Regions from separate parts of the Mus musculus genome. Here regions 1 and 2 are each linked to region 3. A link is a contact called in public HiChIP or PLAC-seq data. All regions are on one chromosome and are shown on one strand. The core of a region is the stretch at or near the end of the contact, and the rest is flanking DNA. Distances in the headings are between cores, read along the strand shown.

The links. HiChIP or PLAC-seq counts read pairs in DNA pulled down with a chosen protein or histone mark.
Region 1: an H3K27ac HiChIP or PLAC-seq map of thymic regulatory T cells shows a contact between it and region 3, with 7 times the contacts expected there. The contact joins the promoter of Sgsm3 here to the promoter of Ddx17 in region 3. A contact is called at or near these places in 1 of 39 promoter capture datasets (liver) and 1 of 115 datasets of contacts at active chromatin or transcription factors (thymic regulatory T cells).
Region 2: a contact with region 3 is called in an H3K4me3 HiChIP or PLAC-seq map of embryonic stem cells, with 7 read pairs. The contact joins the promoter of Tnrc6b here to the promoter of Ddx17 in region 3. A contact is called at or near these places in 1 of 39 promoter capture datasets (liver) and 1 of 115 datasets of contacts at active chromatin or transcription factors (embryonic stem cells).

Annotation. Positions count from the first base shown.
Region 1 is chr15:80,976,209-80,979,442 of GRCm38.p6, forward strand. Sgsm3 (small G protein signaling modulator 3) reads left to right here and starts at 1,557. Exons shown (of 22, transcript NM_134091.2): 1 at 1,557-1,657.
Region 2 is chr15:80,710,028-80,713,174 of GRCm38.p6, forward strand. Tnrc6b (trinucleotide repeat containing 6b) reads left to right here and starts at 1,286. Exons shown (of 25, transcript NM_144812.3): 1 at 1,286-1,461.
Region 3 is chr15:79,544,546-79,548,034 of GRCm38.p6, forward strand. Ddx17 (DEAD box helicase 17) reads right to left here and starts at 2,196. Exons shown (of 13, transcript NM_001040187.1): 1 at 1,650-2,196. The coding sequence starts at 1,699.

The sequences.
Region 1 (3,234 bases), core at 307-2,806, 1.4 Mb after region 3:
TGGCTCAGTGATTTAGTGATTAAGAGCACTTGTTGCTTTAACAGAGGACCTGAGTTCAATCCCAGCTTCCACGTGGTGACTCAGGACCATCTGTAACTCCAGTTCTAGCCTCCTCAAGCGCCAGGCACCATGGTACATGTATACTCATGTGGGCAAAGCACTAATACACATACAATAAAACACATGCATCTTTCAATTTTTAATGTGTGTGCTGGGGATGAGTCACACAAATTAAAAGGGTGCTGTGACTGAAAAGACAAACAGACTACTTAGGTAATCAACACAGATTCCATGTTACCACTTCCTAGCTCCTGTTATTTCCATCCGGGTCCTTCTCTAAACACTTCCGTCAGAAAGTCAGCCGTGCCTGTTTGCTAGCAGTCACCACCGTGGGGCTTTTTTGACTGTTGGCGTTCCCTCATAGAAGGAGGGACTGAAGAGGGCAACTGTCTGCCCCTTCCCACCCCAGACTTGAGATTACAGCTGCTCCTCACAGCCATTGGAGGCAGTTCTACCCTAATTGCACATGACCTCAAAAATCTCTGGATGCGCCGGGTCATATATGCTTCAGGGGCTCCATGTCCTCCTGAGCTGTGGGGAAGCCATATTCCATTTCGGGTGAAGACGGCAGTATGGCTGCATGTTACCCATGCTCCTGTATGCAATCTATCATCTATGCTCTGTAAGTAAGCCTAACAGATTCATTGGCTCTCCAGGTTGAACTTTGCTGAGATCGTACTTCGATTCGTCATTGGCACCTTATAAGGATCTGGTAAATATTTAAGTCTCTCAGGGAAGGAATTTTTGAAACAAATGAGAATAACATTCATTCTGCATTCAGCCCATTCCTGTGCTTGGGTGATGTGAAAAACCTGCTAATGTGCTTTGTAAGCTGTTTATTGTACGGCCAGGTCATGACTGAGTCCACCTTGCGGTTTGTAGAGTTTGCTTCATTGACCTGGGCACAAGTACGAACCAACACTTCAAACCGGTGTTGGTCGCAGTCAGTGTCTTTTCAGATTTGGCTGAGATGTCCCTTTAATGCTGTTGATAGCCTTTCTGAAATGAGGGAGGGGGGGGGGGCGGGTTCAGATTAGATTCCTTGCCAGCAGTGACAGTGTCAGCTGCCATCTTTCTGGATTGTTCTTTGGTGCTGTGTTTAAACGTTTTCCATACACATTGAGTTCTCACGGAAACCGTAAGTTCCGGGTTTTTATGGATGCGCAAAATGTTACGAGTGACTCAAAAGCAGGTGCTCAGGTTCCACACACCGCTTCCTTCTTAGTCATGACCTCAATCAATTACTGCTTTCCCCAGGGCCTGTGACTGATGGAAAACTAGATTAATCTGGTCTAGAAGCCAGCTCTGTGAGCCTGAAAGAGAAGACCAGTTTCTGGACTTGTGCACTGACTCCATCCTGACTGCTCCCAAACAACCACGAGTTGCTTGCATCACAGACCGGGTGCCTGGGGTACCTACCTCTAAAGGACGCCTGGAACCTGGGATGGGCCAGTCTTCCCGCGAAACTACAGCCCCCAGCATGCCCCACGGCCACCGGCTCTGCGGCCCGCGCGTGCGCAGAAGGGCAGCAGTGCGCGCCGACTAGGAGGCAGCTGCTAGCCTGACCTGCCGAGGTGCTGAGGTGGCCGCGAGACAGGTGAGCGGTGCGCGAGTCTCCGAGTCTCCGGGCCGGCGAGGGGGACGCTCACCTGCCTCTTGAGTGGAGGCCGCGGGGTACGGGCTGAGGGGAAGGCGGCGGGGAAGGCGCCGCCTCAGGCGGGGGCGGCGAGCCGCCGCGGCGTGGCTGCTCCCACGGCGACCCGGGACGCGCGTGACAGTGACAGACCCACCCCCTCCGGCGGCTCCCGGCGACCCGGAGGAACTGCGCCTGACGCAGCGGCGGGCGTCTCGGCAGGTGGCAACTCTCCCTCAGAGCCGACTTAGCTGTTCCCCTGGAAGACTCGGGTTCAGTGCCTAGGCCGAGTGTTAGCAGCGGGGAAACTGAGGCGGACGTGTAGGCAGGGGTCGCCTCGTGTGCTTCCGGTTAGAGGTCCTGAAATTACCCTGAGATTTAGGTGTGGGTCCCGACTGCTTTCATAGGGCAGTAATAGGAAATACAGATGCTTTAAAGTTTCCTTGTCAGTGACAGATTGTGCCGTGTCTTCCCGTCTCATGATGCATAGGAAATTTATGATGGGCTATGGTGGGTTTGTTTTTGTTTTTGTTTAGGTTTTTGTTGGTGTTGGTGGTGAGTTTTTAGAGATGACAGGGGAGTGGGTATTATCTGTCTGTCTGTCTGTCTGTCTGTCTATCCGGTTCCTTAAAAGAAATCTTTCTAGGTAAATTCATGTTTGTAGCCCAGGCTGGCCTCAGACTCCGAGCTCTGCCTGCTTCTGCTTTCCAAGTGCCGAACTGAAGGTGTGCGCTCTCAAGCCTCCAAATTCACATCTTCAACCGGACTACTTTTCAGTTTCATCTTTTTTTCTTTGTAGCTTTTCTGACTGTGCTGGTGACTGAGTTTTCAGGCACGCACAGTTCCTGGTTCTTTTCCCCCTTAAGCCCTCTGTTAGCCTCCAGCTTTCTTCTGACTCCAAGCATTAATGATCAGTTTCCCATACTCTGTTCCCCGTGACCTATGTGTGTGCTGCTGCTGCTGCTACTGTTGTTGTTGATTATTCCATATGGAACCCAGGGCCTCCCTCCACTACTGAGCTGTCCCCAAATCCTTAATGTAGCTTCTTCATCATTATCTCATCTTGGTTTTTTGGTTGATTGGTTGATTGGTTTTAAACTTTTAAAATTTAATTTTTTTAAATGTGTGTGTGTTCATGAGTGCATGACCTGCAAAGGTCAGAAGATGGCTTTAGATCCCCAGGAGTTAGAACAGCGGTGAGATTGTTATGGGTTCTGAGAACCAAATTTGACTTCTCTGCTAGAGCAGTATTCATTCTTAACCGTAGAGCTATGGCTCCACCCCTGATTGTTGCTGGTGTTGTTTGTCCCTGGCTAGCCCGAAGCTTTCTGTGTAGACTAGGCTGGTCTTCAGTGATCTTTCTGTTTCTCTGACTCGTAGATGTTGGGATTAAAGCATGTGTCAACACATCCAACTCCCTGTCCTTTTTAACCACAGATATGTGTGGTCTATGGTAGAGGGGAGGTGTTTTGGCTGGTGTATATGACCCCTGGATCAACATTAATTTAATAAGACTGTGGGGAGTCCTGGATGTGGCTTGG
Region 2 (3,147 bases), core at 36-2,535, 1.2 Mb after region 3:
CTCCTAATTTCGAATTCTTTATTCTTTCAAAGGAACAAGCTAAAGATGGTCAGAGGTGTGTATGAGTGTTGCTTGGGCACATAAGTATGGTAAAAAAATGACCATTTACAAAGACAAAGAAACAGAATATAGATTTTATACGTGCTTCTTGTCAGGAAAAATATACTGTTTAACTTAGAACAGGGAAGAATGGTGCCTAGGAGGATATGATGACAATCTTTCTAAAGTTAGTCTCCAATAATGTTAATGACAAGGTTTCTAATTGCCAGAAACTGAGTAATTTAGGTTCTGAAGGAAACAGTTTTAAGATACTGGGTTGACGGACGGATACTATTCAGAGATACTAAGGCATGTATAGAAACGAGTCAGACAGGCCTAGAAACCACCTTATGTCCCAAAACTTCTTTCTAAATGGGTGACCTTGGATAAGTCTCTTAACCTCTTTTGGCTTTGCTTCCTGTAAAATTACTGTTTAATCAGAATAGTTTCTGTAAAGAATTGGGGACCGTATTTGGAATAAAATACAATAAATGATAGTAGTTATCACTGTCAACTTTCAATGACTAAAGATGCCCCGCTCCTCAGCCAAAACGTAGTGTGGAGAATCCGGATCTGACGGACAACACGGAAGTGCCCAATAAGAGGCCGGGGTAGGGGGGTGGGGGAAACAGTGGAATCAAACCAATGGCATGGGCCCTTGTTGTTGGCCGCTTTCTGGCTGATCCACCAATAGCTTAAGGATGTGACTTGGGAGCGACACCCTGACAGTCCAATGACGCACAACCAACCCACACTCAGCAATTCGGAGGGGATAAATCAAGGAGCCTGCACGTATAGATTCCGTTATTAGTGCAGTCTCGAATGGTGAAAGGAGCTTGGGGGAAACAGCCCCTGAGAGAGGCATTAGTGAGCTAAAAAAGGGGGAAGAGATGACTGCGCTAGGTGATCTCGGCCGCCATCATGCTCTAGTTTCCCCTTCGTCTCTCTGGGTCCGCGACCGAGGAAGCGGCCTCTGGGATGCTGAGGGGGTGTGTCCCCTCATGATTGGCGCAGGCCGCTCAGCCAATCCCAGCTCGGCAAACGGGAAGCACTTAGCCAATGAGGGGAGACGGCAGCGGCGAGGACTTAAGGGAGGAGGACCAGCGGCTTGACGGGCACGAAAGCTAACCAGTGAAAGCTAGAGGCATCCTGCCTGCGGCCAATGGAGTGGGGCTGTGGGCGGGCGCCAGAGTGTTTGTGTTGTGGTTTTGGGGGAGGGAGGCGGAGGGGAAAGTTTGTTTATTTTGTTTTTAGTTTCTGGGGTCCCCGAGCTTCGGCAAGGTGAAGCGAGCGACCGTGACCCCCCTCGCCTCTCAGCCTCCCCGCGACGACGCCTCCACAGCTTGCGGAGGAGCGGAGACCGCGGTCACCGCTGGGCTCCACAGCGGAACGCCGCGCACTCGGAGCCGGCGCGGCTCAGCGGTGAGTGAGGATCGTGGGCCGCGCGGGCCTGCTCCTTTCTCGGGAGCCGCCAGGCGGAGCGGAGCGGGGCGACCCAGGGTGGGCGACTGAGGACGCCCTCGGGGGCGCGCGGCACGGCCCGCTGAGGTGCAGCGTGTGCGTGTCCTCGCGCGCGCGCGCGCGCGACGGGAGCGAGCCGGGCGGGAGGGGCGGGTTGGGGGGGGCGGGTGGAGAGAGCGCGCGCGACCCGAGTGGGCCGCGGCGGGCCGGGGCGCTTGCCCGGGGCGCGCTGTGGGATCGCAATGTGCAGACGTGAGGCGGGGGAGGGGTGTGTGAGGGACGCGCGGTCACGTCGGTCGCGAGGGCCTTGGTGTCCCCAAGTATTGGGGCCGGGACAGACCGGCGTCACGCGCCTGCAGGTGTGAGCGGAGGAAAGGGCTTCCGGGTGGGCCGGTGGCTGTCCGAGCGCTTCGTGTCGCCTAGGGCCCTCTGAGCTGCAAATGCCAGGCGGTGGGGCGCGAGCATCCGGTGTCCCCGCGCGGCGGGCGTGCAGGCTTATGTGCTGGACCCCGATAGCGAGGTTCCACGGGCATCCCGCGAGAGCTGCGTGCGGTCGGGGGTGGGGTGCTGTGGCGAGGCGATGCTCACTTTGGATGAGGAAACAGACGAGGGGCGAGGGGCGGAGGGATGACAGATTTGGAAAGAGCCTTGGGAAGGGTTTGCTACCTAATGCTGGTAAGGTGCCCTTTAATTCCAAACTAACGGATTTGTTAGTCCATGATGGCTAAATAAATATCTGGTCCAGTGAAATTCACTACAGTGGCTATCACGACACCCAAGAACAGCAGCCGTCTCATCCATCCTTAGTCTTGGACGCAGGTCACCCGTCTGAGACTTTGAGCTTCAAGCTTTCTCCTGTGTCTTTGGGCTGCTTGGATTCTGAATAAAGAGTACCAACCAAGACTCCGTGAATAAAAACATCATTTGTACCTCCTTCACAGTTAAACATAGCAGTAAGCTGTACAAAAATCACACATCCTAGCCTTTTGTGAAATGTTTCTCTTCGCTTGTGGGAGATTTCAGTTCTTGACTTTAAAACTATGTGTTCGCCGTGGGTTTTGAACGCTCCTTAAAGAGCAGAGCATGGAGACACTTGTATAGCATGAGTATCGATGTAGTAAGTGGGAGGGATATCAGTGTAGTAGTAGTCTCTACAGGTAGGCATATACTGGATAACCAGTATCCAGAATACAGATTAGACTGGTTTGTCCCACTTGGGATGCATGCCTCTGTGTGTTTTGTTTTGTTTTGTTTTGTTTTTGAGACAAGGTCTCATCATGTAGCCTCCGCTGGCCTCGAACTGCTTTGTAGACCAGGCTGGTCTGGAACTTACAGAGATCCACCACCTGCCTCTTTCCTGAATGCTGAATTAAAGAGGCTCAGCTTGTTCTTCACTGTTTTTAAGGGCTTGTCTTAAACTTGATTGTCTGAGTATGTAGTTTCTGATAGTACTTAAAGGAGTAAAGAAAACAAAACAAAATAAACTGTCCATGCTACATGGCTCTTTTAACCCATCATATCCTTGAAATCTTCCCTACAAACAGAAACTCTTTTTTTGTTGTTGTTTTTTGTTTTTCGAGACAGGGTTTCTCTGTATAGCCCTGGCTGTCCTGGAACTCACTTTGTAGACCAGGCTGGCCTCGAACT
Region 3 (3,489 bases), core at 946-3,445:
TGTGTCAAAACAAACCCCCCTCAGATTTAAATAAGCCTTGTCTTTTAGATACAACAAACAGGTAAGCTAAACAATATAGATATGGCCACTTGCCAAACCTAAGATACAAGAAATTAGAAACTACAATCCTAATATACCCTCTTTGTCTTAATCTATGAGAGTACAGGGCTGTAAAAAAAAAAAAAATCTCATTTCCTTTTTTCTTTTGTTTTTCGAGACAGGGTTTCTTTTATATAGCCTTGGCTGTGCTGGAGGCCTCTCTTTCTGTTTCCAGAGTGCTGGGATTAAAGGCATGAGCCACCATGCTCTGCAAGATCTCATTTCCTTATTTCCTGTAAACCACTAGAAAATTGGAGAAATTTCAAGTTATTTTAAAGAATTTCATTTCAAGACCTGCCAATATTGGGAGAGGTAGCAGGAACCCCACAAGGTAATCCCCTCTTCTGTTAGAACCTGGTGTGGTGGCCTACACCCGTGTTTCTGAACTTGGGGACACTGAGGACACATTCCAGGACAACCGTTAGACTAAGCTTCATGGCCCTGAGACAAACCCACCCTGCAGTGATCATGGCCAGAAATTTTACTGGAATTCTTTGGGTATCTACATTCAGTAGGCAGAATTTGGGTGACTTATTAATACCACTGCTAAACCAGCACAACTAGAAAGAAAAACATTCAACTGAGTAGACCCACCAAGACCTTTAAAAGGCCTCTGGCTTTTCAGTGCAATACTACAGTGAGCCAGGCCTTCTCATTTGACTACTTTACTCCACTTGCAAATGAAGCAACTGATACAAGTCTAAAACACTTCTAGAAATAACCAGTTTTCTTTTGTTTTCAATCTGTAATAATGGCCAAAACCCAATCTTTAGGAGATTTTAAGGCTAAGTCTAATAAGGATAATAATGTGGCTCCTATGTGTTATTTCCACTGGGCTTGCTTATAATCCCAAACTGCTTGGATCTTGAATAATGACCTAGGACAGAATAAAGCTTCTACAATTACGATTCCTTTACAAGGCTTATTCTGATTTTTTTTTCTTTCTACCACTGCCCTCACTTTGAACTCTGCTAACTGTTCTCTTGTTCTGATCTGTGTAGCCCAGGCTAGCTTTGAACTCCAAGCCTGACTCAGTCTCTAGTGCAGGGTGTGCCACCTCAAGGAGTTCTCTTGATTTCAACAGGCTTTGTTAGTTTCAAAAAAAAAAAAAAAAAGTCACCCGCAATTTGGATCTTTTGGAAAGCAACTCCAGCACTTCCCATTCCAATCTGATTCCACTTAACCAAAAATATAACAGAAAGGGAGTAAAACCTAGTTTAAAACCAAAAAAAGGCCTTTTCGACTCCAGTCCCTCTCTAACAGGGATGGCTAACATAGCGGAAAAGAAACGATCTCAAGCAGCTTTTCCTAGATTAAAACTTGAGCATCCGGATCCTCCCCCAGACAGACACTGCGGCCGGCCTGCAGGGATCAAATGATCAGCGAGCGGGCCAAGAGAGGCGACAAGGCTGGCCTGCCACTTCCGAGCCAGGATCGCGGTCCGCAGAGACGTCCGCCCAAGCCTGAGGCCTGCGCGCCGCCGCCATTGTACGGCGCGAGCCTCAGGGCTCTGCGGGCCACCCCGCCCCCCGCCCGCACCTCCCCCTTACCCTCCACGGTCCCTGTCACGATCCCGATCCCCAAAGCCGCCTCCACGCATGGTCCCAAACGGATAAAGATCTGGGAGCGGGGCACGGATGACCGAGCTCGGGAGGGCCTGCGGCTCGGGTCTAGTGATGACCGATGGCGGCGGCGGCGCCTCCGCTGTTGGGGCGGCGGCAGGCGCGGCGCTGTCTCGCTCCGACGCGCTGTCTCCCGTCGCAGACGCCACCGTCGCCGCCTCTCTCGTCGGAGACGGGAGCACAACTCAGAGAATCGGGGTTGTTAGGACAGTCGGGAGGTCTGGTCCCGCTCAAACCGGGCGGTGCCACGGTTGAGGCGTCTCCCTTCCTTCCCAGCAACTGCACAAAATGGCGGCGGCCGCGGAGACCGCTCCAACTTAACGCTACGCACGGCCCAGACGCTACGTAAACAGCGTCTGGAGGGCTCCGCGCGACGCCACGGACATTCTCGGAACCGCTTTACGTCGGTGACGGAGATGGGGGCCCTGGTCGGCCCACCTTAAACAAGGCAATGTGCGCAACCGGCGTAGGGTTCTCGCACCGCCAGCTCTAGAACGTTGGCTGGGGGTGGGGCGAGCCGTCGGCACGACGTCACAGTGTTGGCGTCGTTGGCCCGCCCACTATTGCGGGTCAGCGCAGTCTTCGTAGCGCATTCTGTTTCGAGAATGGACTTTTCCCGGCATTCCGAGCTCAACCCGGCGCTTGAGGCCGGCCTTGTGCAGACATAATGGTAGCACTCCACGTAGCCTTAGTCAGACTTCCGGGTCTCTGGGCAGTAGAACCCAGAGAGTCTTGAGGCCGCTTTCTTGGTTCCAACGTCCCAACGCCGTGTGCCCCAAGCTGGCCACACAGCCCGGCGCCATTTCTTTCCCGTCGCTTTTCGCCGCGCTGGCGCCGCAGCCATGTTGGATGCGTCGTGTCGCTCTCTTTCAGCGGCCAACAGCCTGGCTGGGCCAAAAGACACCCTGTGTTTCCCGCGTTTCTTACTGAGGTGCTATTTTCCGAACAAAGGGTTGGCACCTTTTCCTCTGGCCGTAGTTGACGCAGAGGCCACACCTTCCCAGAGTCCTTTCTGAGGTGGGCGCCTTGGACCTTAGCCACCATGAAAATGGGTGCCTTACCCGGGTGCCCCACTGCAGAAGCGGTGGGTTTGACAGGCTAGGATTTGCAAACCCTATCCGGGGAGGGCAGGCTGGGCTAGGCCGCCGGTGCCACCCAACTCCTAGATTGCTTTCTTTGGCTCGCCATCCCTGCGCACTGCCAAGCCACACAAACTTGGACATAGTTGCTTTACTAAATTGTGGAACTGCTGGGTTCCTTGAGACCTCTAGGCTCATTTCTACCGCCGCGGAGAATGGAGGCCGGCAGACTGGAGGCTTAGTCTTGTCTCATGTCCTGAGTGTTGCTTAGGTTAGGAAAGCCAGGAGAGTAAAGAGGCGTCTTGAGAAACGGTTCATTTGTCACTTCGGCCATGGAGAGCCAGGCATTGTGCTAGTTGCTGGGACACTGGGGATCCAACACGTTCCTTGGCACAGAGCTTTATTCTCTAGAGACGGAGAGGAGACAGATGACAAATGTGTATGTTAGACTTTTGCTGACTTGGAAAAGAAAATGGTGTTGAGGCTGTGGAACAGTGCTTGCTGACCGTGACTGAAGCCCTGGATTCAACACCCAGCACCTCCAAGAACAACAGCAAAAAAACACTAAAGGGAAGGCCATACTTTAATTCCAGCACTCGTGGGTGAATCTCTTGAGTTAAACGCCAGCTTGGTCTACCAAGTGAGTTCCAGAATAGCCAGGGTGACACAAAGAAACCCTCTCTCAAAAA